2 separate regions of the Triticum aestivum genome follow, and region 2 is linked to region 1. The links are chromatin contacts, called in public Hi-C maps. All regions are on one chromosome and are shown on one strand. The core of a region is the stretch at or near the end of the contact, and the rest is flanking DNA. Distances in the headings are between cores, read along the strand shown.

Region 1 (6,908 bases), core at 3,182-5,681:
AAAATTGTTGTAAAAAAGACACAGTAAACTGGCCGGCGCAGAAACAACAAGAGGAGGAAAAACATTCAACAAGATGAGAGCTATTCTCACTGTAATCGAGATGTAGCTCTCACGGCGGTGCAGGTACATACATTAAACATTAGTAGAAGAAAAGCCTTCGGCTAATATGAACGTTGGGCTGGCCTGGATACCTTGTGCCAGATAACAGGCTTGATTTAACCCATGACCTCAAATTTGGACACACCCCGCACGTAAAAAGCAAAACCACCCCTCAAGAAAAAACAGAGCTCCTCGAAATCATTATTTAAGAAGTACTCGTTGCAAAAGAACACTTTACTTTTTCAGGCCGCGATAAGTGGCGCACATGCAGCGCGCCACTTGTCGCAACCTGAGAGTTTTCCCTTTTTTAGTAGATCCGTTTATTCAAAACATTTTATCTTTTAAACCGTGTGTCCAAATCTCGAACCGTTTTCATCATTGGATTCCTCGCGTCGAGATCTTCAAAACTAGATCTCATGTTGATAGGTTTTGACAAATTTTTTTTCATGAAAAAAATCGGGTGAAAAACCGAACCGGGAGTATGTTTTTTTCCTTTCCGAAAGAGGCACGCCCGTGCCTCTCGCGAAATCACACCCGTGCCTCTCGTGGAAACAAAACCGTGACTCTCGTGGAAGGAAAAAACAGAAAACACATTTTTTTCCCGAAAGGCACGGCCGTGACTCTCGCGAAAGCACAACCGTGCCTCTCGCAGAAGCAAAACAGTGACTCTCGCGAAAAAAACAAAAAACATGTATTTTTTTCCGTTGCCGAAAGGCACGGCCGTGACTCTCGCTAAAGCACAACCGTTCCTCTCATGGGAAAAAACCGTGACTTTCGCGAAAAAAAAAACAAAACGTGTTTTTTCCGCGCAAAAAAATAATCGATTTTTTTTATCGAAAAGTTAAGGAAGACCGGGGAAAACCAAAACGTCGAAAAAACCTGTTTAAAAAGTCAAAAACACGTGTGGAAAAATAAAAAAAAAAACAAATCCAGAGGAAGCGTCCAGAGTGCGACACGTGGCGAATGGCTGGGAGCGCGCCAAGTGATGCTGATTGTTGCGAGGCTCCCGAAGAAGCGCTCGTTAACTAGTTGCTCCCCTTCGATGCCGATTAGGAGAAGCTGTGCCTGCAGCAAGGACTTGTGGGCTACTTCTACTTTGGCCCAACTTACGACTGGTTTTGGAAGCGTTTTAGCGAATCATTTTTTCCTTCGTTAAAGCCAGGTCTCGATTCGTTACTGTTTTCACGAACTGTTTTCAAGCTGGATTCTAAAGTAGATGGCAAAGAAAAAACAACCAGAATCAAAAGTAAAAAAGCTAGTGAACTAAATTGTTAATTTTGAACGAATATCATCGATAAAATATATCCTCTGAAACAATACTTGAGGAGGACATAAGCTACAATTAACAATTTGATCATCATTTCAAGGGAAAAAATTGGTCAACAGTATTTGAAAATGAAAACACAAATAAATAAATAAAATGTATATTTGAGAAAATTCAAGAATTTGAAATTTTTCACAAATTTAGTATAAATTTCATGAAATTTAAAAAAATACAAATTTGAAAAAGGTTCATCGATTTTGAAAAAGTTCACCGATTTGATCAAAAGTTTAATAATCATAAAAATTTCATTACAACAACAACAACAACAACAAAGCCTTTAGTCCCAAACAAGTTGGGGTAGGCTAGAGGTGAAACCCATAAGATCTCGCAACCAACTCATGGCTCTGGCACATGGATAGCAAGCTTCCACGCACCCCTGTCCATAGCTAGCTCTTTGTCGATACTCCAATCCTTCAGGTCTCTCTTAACGGACTCCTCCCATGTCAAAATCGGTCGACCCCGCCCTCTCTTGACATTCTCCGCACGCTTTAGCCGTCCGCTATGCACTGGAGCTTCTGGAGGCCTGCGCTGAATATGCCCAAACCATCTCAAACGATGTTGGACAAGCTTCTCCTCAATCATAAAAATTTCATTGATTTAAAAAAAATCATCAAATTTGAAAAAAGTTCGTCGGTTTTGAAAAAAGTTCATCAAAATTGAAAAAAACATAGATTTGAAAAAAGTTCACGAAATTGAAAACAAAAGTTCATCAATTTTGAAAATAAGTTCAGCAAATTTGAAAAAGTCCATAAAATTTCAAAAAGACTTCTTCTATTTGAAGAAAACATTCACATATTTGCAAACAGTTCATCTACCCGGAAGAAGAGAAAAGAAAAACAAAAAACAAAAAAGAGAAAAGGGAAAAGGAAAACATAAAAAGAAAAAGAAAGAAAAATTAAAACCGTAAGTGTCAAATAGGATCCACCGCCTAAAAGCTATACCTTCGGTACTAGTTCCTTCGCCTCATAATATAAGGGCGTTTTTTACACTATAAAATAAAATGTTCAGTTTCCTGTGGTTACAAAGTTCCAAGACAGGAACATCAATTAGTTTACCGCCGAAATGAACATCAACTTTTTCTTTTGAGTGTGACATGAACACCAAATTAGTTGCACACGAGGTCATCAAATCCCGCAGCCTCTAGAAGGTCAGGCATATTAAACAAACCATCTAGTTTCCAGGACCCTTTCGGATATGACGGTGATGGATTAGGTTAGGTTCTAGTTTATGCCGTCTTCCAAAGCTAGCTTAGTTTTTCATTTTTGAGCTGGAAAGCTAGCATAGTTAACTAGACGTACCAAGGGTGACCACATAACTAATTTCCCCTTCTTGGAGTATATAAAATAGCGAGATAATAGAGAGATAGGGCGGAGGACCAATAATGAAGTACTCCTATGCTGCTTCCATTGCTTGAGTCGTAGGCAGTTGACGAAAATCTGGTCAGGGGAGACATTTTCCGTCGGTCCGAAACTTTGAACAGTTCTTGACCAACCATGGACCAGGGACCGGGTTTGCCGCGCTGCTAAGTACTACTCCTCCGTAGTAGGAGTACGTGCCACCAAGCCGGATCGGCACCGTTTCGCGCTTCATCAGATTGACAAAAAGGATGTGCTCTAGAGTCTAGCTAGCCTCTTTGATTTCTTTGTCTTAGCTTGTGCGCGTACTGATCTGTGGCTCAAGGTCCTTTGCGGAAACGCATTGTTTACTACTGTTTATTACTCGGTTCCTTCCGATTCCAAGAAAAACACGCTGCGGAGCTGGGTCTCTGGAGTTTACCCCCCTTTCTTTCTCTTCAAGGTACCGATGAGCTGAGCGATGAATATATGCAACTATTTTTACGTGTTGCTTGTGGAAACGCATTGCTTCTAGGGGATCAAAAAGTTAGCTCTCCAACGCAACCATGGTTGACCTATTTGTTAACAAATTGGAGAGGCTCAACGCGACAGACCTGGTCCAGCTAGCCAGGCAACGTCCGGATGCATGCATGCATGCATTGTTAATTGATCAAGCTGGTTGACATGATTGCCGGGCGTTCGCTGCTGTAATCAGTGACATGATCAAACCTCACTAGGTGACACTAGCTACATACTTAACTAGTAGGTGCGGTTGTGTTCATCTGTAAACGTGATGTTAATCAAGAAGTAATCTGACCAAGCTGCACTTGTCAATATGCCAGTATTGTTTGAAGCTATCAATCCAGGGAACAACTTTCAGAGACCGAGTTCTTTCAGTTACGTTGGTAAGGCCCCGATGAGTTTGTTAATCAAGGGCCAAAACATCAATCAGCCTACATAGTCGTGGAATTTTTTGTATTTTACAGCAAAGACATTGGTGACTGAAATCAGTGCAAGGATTTTATAACCTTCTGCGGGAAACGTTCTTCCTGTGAAATTCTCGTGTTACAAAGGGATTACGTAATCGGCCGATGTACACTTTTTCCAGGGAAAAGTGGTTAAATAAACTAACTAGTTGAAATCACTCTCTGACTACACTATCTACTTGACCGAGCGACGTGCAACGAGTTGATTCCATGTTATCAAACAAACTTTAAAACGCCACGTCATGTCCTAACGATGCAGCTGATTGAGGGGATATATTTGACCCTCGATTAATAACTGGTCGGGGCCTTTGGTCTACTTCTCCACGTTAAGCTTGGCACGTGGTCCACGATCGACCCTCCTGCGTATCCCAGAACTTCAACAATGAATCTGGTAACTGGAATAGAGAGAAAAATGGGCAAGACACCCCAATAGTGAAGCAAATGATATCCGGACGCCAAGATGCATGGCTCCAAATCAGCGACCTCACACTTGCACAAAAAGGATACAGGTGTACACATTCAGAGAAACAAGGATACATTTTTTTTTAGGGTCAGAAACAAGGATACATGTGCATGGGGCGCTGCCTTCCTGGATACCTCGATGGCGATCGGGCGACAGGGACCTACGGCACACCTTGACTAAGAGTGGAATTTCGGTGACATCGCTGCCGCGAGGAAACTTCACCCGGACTGGTCCTGGACGTCGCCTCAGCATGTCCTTCCTACCGTATCGACCAAGATCACACTGTTCCGACCAAAATGGCTGGTGGTTATTCTTTCTCCCCCGTCCATCTCCGTAGTTCCCTTAGGCCTTGGCGTCCGTGTCGCGCCATTGCGATCTAGGAGTATTTAACGGCCGTCTTCTTCCCGAGCCTTCCTCCAATTCACCCCGCCCCGGTGCTGATCACTCTCTGGTCGCCTTACCAAATGACGGGAACACTCAGGCGTCATCGATTGCGCAACACGTACGTAAGCCCGGGTGTTCAACTTCAAGTGAAAAAACTAACCGATCCGGCGAGTCACTGTCTCACTGACACGCGAGTTCGTTCGATGGATACGAGTAGAAGCGTGCATTGTTGTACTTGTACGTCTTCCACAAGCAATCATCCAGACACGTATCATGTTCTCTGTTGGAACTTGGAAGTGCAAGGTCGGCGAGCTTGAGCTTTGACCACGCATCCTGCTCGTTCAGCTGATAGAAGAAGCACGCGCCGGCCCAGCCGGTGAATGCCAACGATCGTGGCGTCCCATCATAGATCCTATAAGTACTACTCCCTCCATTCCGAATTACTCGTCACAGGTATGGATGTATCTAGATGTAGAGAGTACACGGCCACAAAATCTTGGACCGGGAAAATAATTAATTAACCAAAATCGACAAGGACTCTGACATTTTTTAGTTGGAATATATACTACTACTTGGATTCTTTCCACAACAGGCAGGTTAGGTGGGTTGAGCATGAGAAACTGACTGATTATCTATGTTTTTCGAACCCAAACCGTATTGCTCCATCTAATTAACTAGTGGCGCCTCTTGAAATTAGACTGAGTTCGAATTTGGTAGCTATAACATCAGTCTGATGGGGATATATATGCGCGAGATGTAGGGTGAGGTGCAGAAGCATTCCCCTACCAATTAGTACTTCGTTACTAGCCCCATTCTGAAACAACCTTATATCGATCAATTAAAACTGGCAGTGAGAAAATTCAGACGTGTATCCCCATGGTCTGGAAGCAGGCACTTTCCTGCCACGGGAAAATTCACACTACGGATGCACGTGCATGTGGTACACACAGAGAAACGAAGAGACATCTCGATCGATGCCGATCGCCACGGCGCCAAACAGATTTTCTCCGTGGAGCCGTACGTGGACTGGAACAGGAAGACCGCCGAGATGTTGCATGGTTTGAACTGAAAGGCTAATACACCCCCTTTCAGATACACTAGTGCTACAAGCCTATGCACAAGTGAACAAACGGTCACGCACACAAAAGTAACCAGACGTCCACGTCCATGTAACTCCAGCGCCCTGCTTTTCCAGGAACCTTCACCTCTCGCTCTCAAAATCATCCCGCGCCGGTCGTCCAATCAACCCACTCACCAACTTTCCCAGGCAACGGTACGATGCGCACGAAACCGTCACGCCCTATGACCTCAATCAAAGCCCCATGTGCCACAATTCGGCCCGGCCGGAGCCCGCAACAAAATTATTATCCGGCGGATTCCGGGAACCTGCGGGGGCCAATCCACAGCCACAGAAGCGCAGTGGCGATATCTTGAAACAAAGATCGTCTCCCTGACCGGACCTTGTAATCTTGCGGCCGCGCAACCCTATATAAACGCCCCGCCAACAAAACCCCCCATCACCTCCTCATCCCAAAGCAGCTTAGCTTAACCAACTTGGCTCAGCTGGTTGATCGCTCAGTCCGCTTCAGCTTCATCGCGCGCTCTCCTTGGCTTCGTCTCATTGCTGCTGCTGCTGCTGTACGTGTTCGATCGAGATTGTTGGGATGGACAAGCTGAGCGTGCACCACGGGCAGCACAACGGCATCTCCAAGCCGCCGGTGCACCACCACGGCAAGGGCGGCGGGAAGGGCAAGGGCGGCGGCAAGGGGATCAAGGTCGTCTACATCTCCAGCCCCATGATGCTCACCGCCAGCGCCGAGGAGTTCCGCGCCATCGTGCAGGAGCTCACGGGCCGCGACTCCAACGTGGCCGACCACGACCTCCCGGGCGTCCCGTCCTACTACTCCTCCTCGTCCTCCTCCTCCTACTCCTCGTACGGGCGCGCCTCCCCGACGGCCGGGGCTACGGCCGCTGCGGGCGCCCGGGCTTTGCCGCCGGCGATGCCGTCCACGGCGGACTACGCGGCCGGCGCCGGAGCCATGCCTCCGCCGTTCCAGAGCATGTATGACCAAACGGGAGGCGCCGGCCTGCTTTACGGCCCAGACTACTGGTAGGATCGGAGATCGGTCACCTCGTGGCGGTCGACGGTTCGGCATGCCATCCAATCCATCACTTGCATATGTGTGAATTTGCTGTCTACAGTCATGCTTCATGTTTCTTCGATTTTCGATCGACTTGTACTGGAGATGGTAATGTCATGTTGATACGAGAGCTTAGTACATATTTTCGTTTACTTGTTTTTTTGCCTTTGTTGTTCG
Region 2 (6,619 bases), core at 2,711-5,210, 450 kb after region 1:
ACTTTGCTCCTCCGAGATCAGCACGGGGAGGATAACTTTTAATCTGTTTGCGAGCACCTTCGTAGCTATCTTATATAACACATTACACAGGCTAATCGGTCGGAATTGTGACATTAACTCCGGTGAGTTTACCTTAGGGATCATCACAATCACTGTATCATTGAAGCTGTCGGGCGCCGCAACACCATATAAAAAGTTCTTCACTGCCACGCAAACATCGCTCTTCGCCAACGACCAGTGTCGTTGATAGAACAACGCCGGGAAACCATCTGGCCCCGGTGCTTTTGTTGGACCCATCTAGAATAGAGCGGTCTCTATTTCCTCATCTGATATACCCACCGTCAGTTTTGCATTCATCTCCTCCGAGACCATCGGGTCGATATGTTGCAATAGTAGCTACGCCGCCTCCGGTCCCTCTGTGCTGAAGAGGTTAGCATAAAAGCTTGCAGCCACCTCACGCATCCCATCATCCGTCACACATCTGGTCCCGTCATCCCTCATTAGCGCCTTGACCGTATTCTTTCTCCTTCTACGAGAAGCTCTATTTTGGAAATACTTTGTATTTTGATCTCCCCATTGTAGCCAATCAATTCTGGAACGTTGCCGGTAATATATTTCCTCTTTTTCATACAGGTCATGAAGCTGACTTTCAATATCTTTAATCTCCTGAAAATACCCGGTCTGCAGCGACCTTTCCTTGGCATCCTTCAGTTGCAACTTAAGCTTTGAAATCTGTCTACGTAATGAGCCAAACATCTCCCTTATCCATTTCTGCATGGCCTTGGTCATCGCGCCCAGTTTGGTGCTCATGTCCGCTGTCTCCCCAAACTGCTGACTGGTTTCCTCCCATGCACGTGAAATCATCTCATCATAACCCTCATGACGTGTCCATGCTTCCTCAAAGCGAAAACCCCTCGGGTCCTTGCTCCTAGCTGTGTCCAGTGACACTGCTGCTCTAATCACAAGTGCCGCATGGTCTGACTCTTCTGTTAAAACATGTTCCACCATAGTCTCCGGGAATGCTTGAAGAAACTCATCATCGCATGTGGCTCGATCAAGACGAACTTGTATATTTCCTTCAGCATCTTGCCTATTATCCCACGTGAACGGGTACCCGGTAAACCCCAAATCCGCCAAGCCGCAGTCAGCCAGGCATTCTCTGAACCCCTCCATTTGGTTAAAACACCTTAAGTTTCCACCTCACTGCTCTGTTTGGAAAAGAATCTCATTAAAATCCCCCGCACAAAGCCAAGGTAAATTGTCTTGTCTCCTCAGATAACGTAAAGCTTCCCATGTTTTATTCCGGTGCTCCGTACGAGGTTCCCCATAGATTCCAGTGAACCTAAAGATTCTACCCTCATGTGACATCTCCGCATCAATATAGTATTGGCACTACGGTCGGATTTTAACCTGGATAGTGTCTCTCCACCATAAAGCTAAGCCATCACTTTTGCCCATGCAGTCCACAACTATACCATTCCTAAACCCCAAACTCCATCTGACTTTTTCCATAGCTCTCGCCTTCTTTTTTGTCTCGCTCAAGAAAACCACCGCTGGGTTGTAAGACCGTATCAGGTCTCTAAGCTCACCCACCGTCGGGTCCAACCCCAGTCCCCGACAGTTCCAGGCCAAGAAATTCATTGGTCCCGGCGGCCCCGGAACTCGGGGTCCGCCGATGTAGCTCCATGATCACCGATACGCTCAAAGACCGACGACACTTTCTGTCGTTTATCACCAGAGAACATATCTGCTCCTTCCCTCCTGGCCCCTTCCCCTTTTGCTACCCATATCTGTTTTGATGAACGTTTTTTCTCTTTTGGCACATACTGTTGGTAGCTCTCCCGCCGTCGGGCAGTACCATCATCCCTCCTTGGTTTACGAACATAATACCCCGGCCGCCTCTGCTGCCCCATACTTGGTCTCTCTCCCTGAACTTGCTACCTCCCACTGAACTCCGGAGAGATGATTCCCTCTCTGACCCTTTGGTGCAGCTCATTGCGTAGATTCCTTTCTCTCCTTTCCTCTAAGTCATCCCGTAGATCCTTTTCCTTCTCAGCCCTTGCACCAGTGTGCGATTTTTGTGGGCTGATCACTTCATCGTGCTCCTTCCCTTTGTTCTGCACCCCACCAGTGTGGGAGTCAGCTGAGGGTGTGTACTCCCTATAGAGGGGTCAACGCATTGGAAGATCTCTAACAAAGCTCTGTCCTTTCGAGCCATTTTCTCCTCCACTTGACCTTGAACTTTCCTTACTAAAACCCATGCTTGAGCTTCCCCTCCATTGCTTTTTTTCATGGGCACCCGACGGGGACCTACCTGGTGAGGCACGGAGCCACTCTCCCCAGTGGGAAAGCGGGTCAACTGGTGGTTCACATCGTCCATCTACATGCACAAGCCTTCCACAATCAAAACAAAAATGAGGAACCTTCTCATAAGCAAAATCAAACCACGTTTTCTCTTCATCATCCGGTTTCTTCTTCAGGTAGAAGCCGCGAACCAACGGATCCTGCACTGCAATTTTGGTCCTCACCCTGAGCTCCGTTCCTCTAGCCAGCCCATCTTCCCCAACATCCACTTTAACTACTTTACCCAGCCAATTTCCTAGAGCCTCTCCAAACTCCTTGGTTCTTTTGTCCAAAGGTAGATCACCTACCCTTACCCAGACGTCAATTGTGTTGAAAATCATCTCAGACGGCCTGGTCACACCATCATAGTCCTTCAACACCACTACGTTGAAGTCGAACTGCCATGGGCCATTATTCAGGGCATGCTTTCAGTCACCCTCACTTCCAAACTTGATCATGAAGATATTGCCGCCCAAATCCTTAAACTGGGCTTCTCGATGGAGTCCCCATGCCCTCTGCATCGCTCTTTCAAAAGCATATCTGTTCAAGGGACGCGGCGAAAACGATTTCCCCACGACCGCCCACTTCACGTCCTGCTTCTTCCTTGGCCCCGGCTCGTCGAACACGAAACCAGCCGCCTCCTTTTCAGTCAGCGCTAGTCCTCCCATCTTCGCTGACAGGGTCGCGGCCTCCTCCGACACCTTGCCATCAGCCGGGGATCCTGGAGATCCCCTCTTCGCGGATGCGTTCTGCCCTGTCGCCAGCGCCACATCCTTTTTCGTCGGAGTCGCCGCCTGTGAGGGAACACCCCCTCCCTTGCTCGATGCAGACGCCATTGCCTCGCCTTCGAGAAGGAAAACCCGCGCCGTAGCCAGCCGAGATCACAACGCCGTCGCCGCGATCCCGCTGCCCGGAGATGACCACCACCCTATGTTCAAACCCTAACCCTAGGCGCCGCCTCCCGATCGCCTAGCGATCGCCTCTCGGTCGCCCCTTAGAGAGAGAAACGTGGTGGACCCGCTTTCATTTCCCGTCAACTTCGTACGTAGTCTCGACGAAAATCTTAATCCAAGCTCTTAGATGAGGCGCAGCCTACATAAAATGAACGACGACAGTGTTGCCAAATTTCCTGCAGTGGCACGACAAACACTGGAATATGGGTGATACTCGCGACGGCAACCGCCACAAGGCCAATCCTTCACCTACCATGTTCCTCAACACGAATCCATCCCTTTCACGATTCTCATTCTTCAACGCAAAGGATTCGCGAGACAACACGCCAATGAGATCGCAGCGACGGATGCCGGATTTCGGGTCCCCGGAGCCGGCGCCCGACCCAGCAGGTTCAGGCTCCTCTCTCTCCCTCACCCAACGTCCGTCCGAACGTGCGCACCGTGACCAGGGCCGGGCCCCGCTCCACGTCACGTACATATCACCAAACACGAACCTCCGTGCGCTACACCCTCCTGCACCGACCGGCGGGCGGGCCACGTGGGGCCGACGCGACGGTGACGGTGCAACCCACGAGCGCCGGGTGCACGGGTGCCGCCACGCTTCCCGGGCAAGGGGCAGGCAGCGGCACGCGCTTAATTACGCGACCAAACGGGCGCAGCCAGCAGCCATCCCTCTCCCTTTCCTTCCCCTCTCTCTCTCGCTCGTCTTCCTTGCCCCCTCGCGCAACAGCAGCGCCACAACGCAGTGAGTGGCACTTCCGTGATTTCGCCGCCGCGGGGGCGGGGGGAGGAGGAGGAGGAGGAGGAGGAGGGAGGCCATGGGCAACGCCAGCGGCAGGGAGGAGGACGCCGCCGCGCCCGGGGAGGCCGACGCCGCCGACGTCGACGTTGAGGACGGAGGCGACGACTCCTCGGCCCGCGGCTTCCCTCCCTACGGCGGAGGCGCCAACCACGTGCGCCGTGCGTGCTCGGTGGGCGTCGTGGGGGCCAGCGGCGGGCCCGGATCGCCGCCCGGGAGCCCCGGCCGCTCCCTCTCGCCGCGGATGTTCGTGCCCCAGGTCAGATCACCAGATCCCGCACCCTCTTCTCCATTTCCTTGCTCGCTCTACTGCTACACAGTTTGGTTCGGTTCGGATGCCTAGTTTCCCCCCTGCTGGTGCTTGTATGTGATCTCCAGATGTGGAGGTTCCACTGATTTCGTTGGTTGGTTGGTTGGTTGGCCTAGGGTCCCAAGGTGAGGAGTGGTCGCGATCTGGAAATGGCTCGGTATCCTCCAAATTCACTTTTAGCTAATGCTGCCCTTGCTGTGGATAAACTGTTTGATCCCTGCGCGAGAATAGAGCAAAGGAGCGCAAGCCTACTTGCTGCTACTTCATCTTAGTATTACTGATTGTAATGACAATGCAGGAAGACACCAGTTGTGTTTATCTTGCCTAGTTTCACTTTGGCAGTCGCTTGTGCGAGCTTGATTGTTTTCTCCTAAGCAGCAAACCGTTTCAGAATAAGCTAGTATGCTACTTGGACAGTAAATAGGGTGGTTCTTTTATGTGCAAACTGTTGAATGGTCGTTTGATTGTACAGACTTTTTATGGGTTTTGCTGTTCTGATTAAAACTTTACATGAAGCAGATTGGTTAGTTCTAAAATTTTCGTTTGCCCCTTGCCCAATAGTTACTTTAGGTACTGTAATGGTGATGTGTAAGTTAGTCATGAGAATGATGTCTCCGTTTGGGCTGTCCAAGGAATTTATAGGCTTTCTGTTAGGGCTCTGGTTCATATCGACACTGATACTGGTTTTCAGACCATGAATTTAGATGCTTTTCAAAATGAAATTAATACTCGATATACAGTCAGTCGTGCTTCAAGTCGTGCCTAAGCATTCAAAGGAAAAATACAGGATTGATTTGTTCAATTAGAGCCGGCGACCTGATGTATATATTTTTCTATTATTATGGCTGAAGATTGGATTGGTATGTCAGTCACCTTCTCATTTTTTTTCTCAGTGTCATACTGTCTATTACTTCTGAACCAACCCTTCTGCTACAATCCTGGGATTATGCTATCACTGTCTGCAGAATGTAGATCTCTTCTGGTGCATTGACATCAAGTATTCTATATGATGTAACAATGCGTGAGGATTTTTTCCATTCTCTTGGGTAATGGCCATAAGGATTGATTAAACTGAAAATAATTGAAGCAACTAAATATATGCAATTAGTAGTTGCCACAGCCTCTGCTCAATTTATCAGTTTTCCCGTTGATGTCACTAGTAAAGCGGACACATCCAAATCCATGAAACGAGTGTATCGAGGCTTACAGCATGACTATCCTGCTTAGCTTCGGAATGGCACAATATGATGTTATCATTTTTCTGTTTTCAGTGTATTTGCATGTTAATACCCTTTTGCCCTTTCTTACCTTGAACATGCACCCAAATCATTTTTCCCTTTACTTGGTAGAACCATATGAATCACAGTAGGTGCACAGATGGAAATGAGAAAATTCTGTTGCATCTAGACGAACTGCAAGCATTATAAGCATAGGGATAAAACATGACAGGGAATATTTTATTCTAGTGAAATATGCAGAACGTCAAATATTTGTGTATTCATTTATTGCTATAAAACAAGGTTAGATACAACATATGCATTAAGACTAAGTGTGTTCTCTCCTAGATACAACCTTAGACACACCAAAACAATGGATGTTTTATGCATTAAGACTAAGTGTGGATCTCTTAGGTTGTTGCCAATACATAGTTTCTATAGCAGTTCGGGACTAAGGAGTCCAATCGTATTAGAAAAGGTCCAGAGGCAAAATAGACGATATATAAGGAGTCAGGCAAGAACAATCAATCTACCCTCAAGTTATTCTCTCATTTAAACCTATGTCTACCCAGTCCGTCACAGCCATGCTCGTCTGGCTACAGCACAGTAGTTACCCCGTGGTGAATCAAGGTTCGCAACAATAGCTATATCTAGGAGAGAGAACGCGTAGATATTGGAATAGCTTTGCTAGTTTTGGTGAATCAAGGTCTAGTCTTCATGCTGTGGGTGAATCAAGGTTCGCAACAATAGCTATCCCAACCTTGGAATAGCTTTGCTAGTTTTGGTGAATCAAGGTCTAGTCTTCAAAGTGCATAACTAAGAAAAGTTGTAGACATGTGGTGAATCAAGGTTCGCAACAATAGCTATATTAGGTTTTGGTAGTCATGCTGTGACTGATCTAAAAGATCTGTTCTTCATGGTTAACAATACGGATTACTGCGACTACTGACTACAACTTTTCTTAGTTATGCACTTTGAAGTATAGGGCAGATACAGA

The links. A called contact is a pair of places that touch in the nucleus more often than the background predicts.
Region 2: a Hi-C map of leaf shows a contact between it and region 1, with 7 times the contacts expected there. The contact joins the promoter of LOC123085713 here to the enhancer-like site in region 1. A contact is called at or near these places in 4 of 5 Hi-C or Micro-C datasets (leaf and root) and 1 of 1 datasets of contacts at active chromatin or transcription factors (leaf).

The regions. Positions count from the first base shown.
Region 1 is chr4A:162,504,705-162,511,612 of IWGSC CS RefSeq v2.1, forward strand. No RefSeq gene overlaps it. Among protein-coding and RNA genes, the nearest start is that of LOC123085712, 380 kb to the left of the region's middle. Within about 2 kb of position 4,432, at least 2 of the 8 cell types and tissues checked have an H3K27ac peak or open chromatin away from gene starts, as enhancers often do. A contact at or near this core is called in leaf and root, where this site is marked.
Region 2 is chr4A:162,956,663-162,963,281 of IWGSC CS RefSeq v2.1, forward strand. LOC123085713 (SNF1-related protein kinase regulatory subunit beta-1) reads left to right here and starts at 3,961. Exons shown (of 4, transcript XM_044507406.1): 1 at 3,961-4,354. The coding sequence starts at 4,115.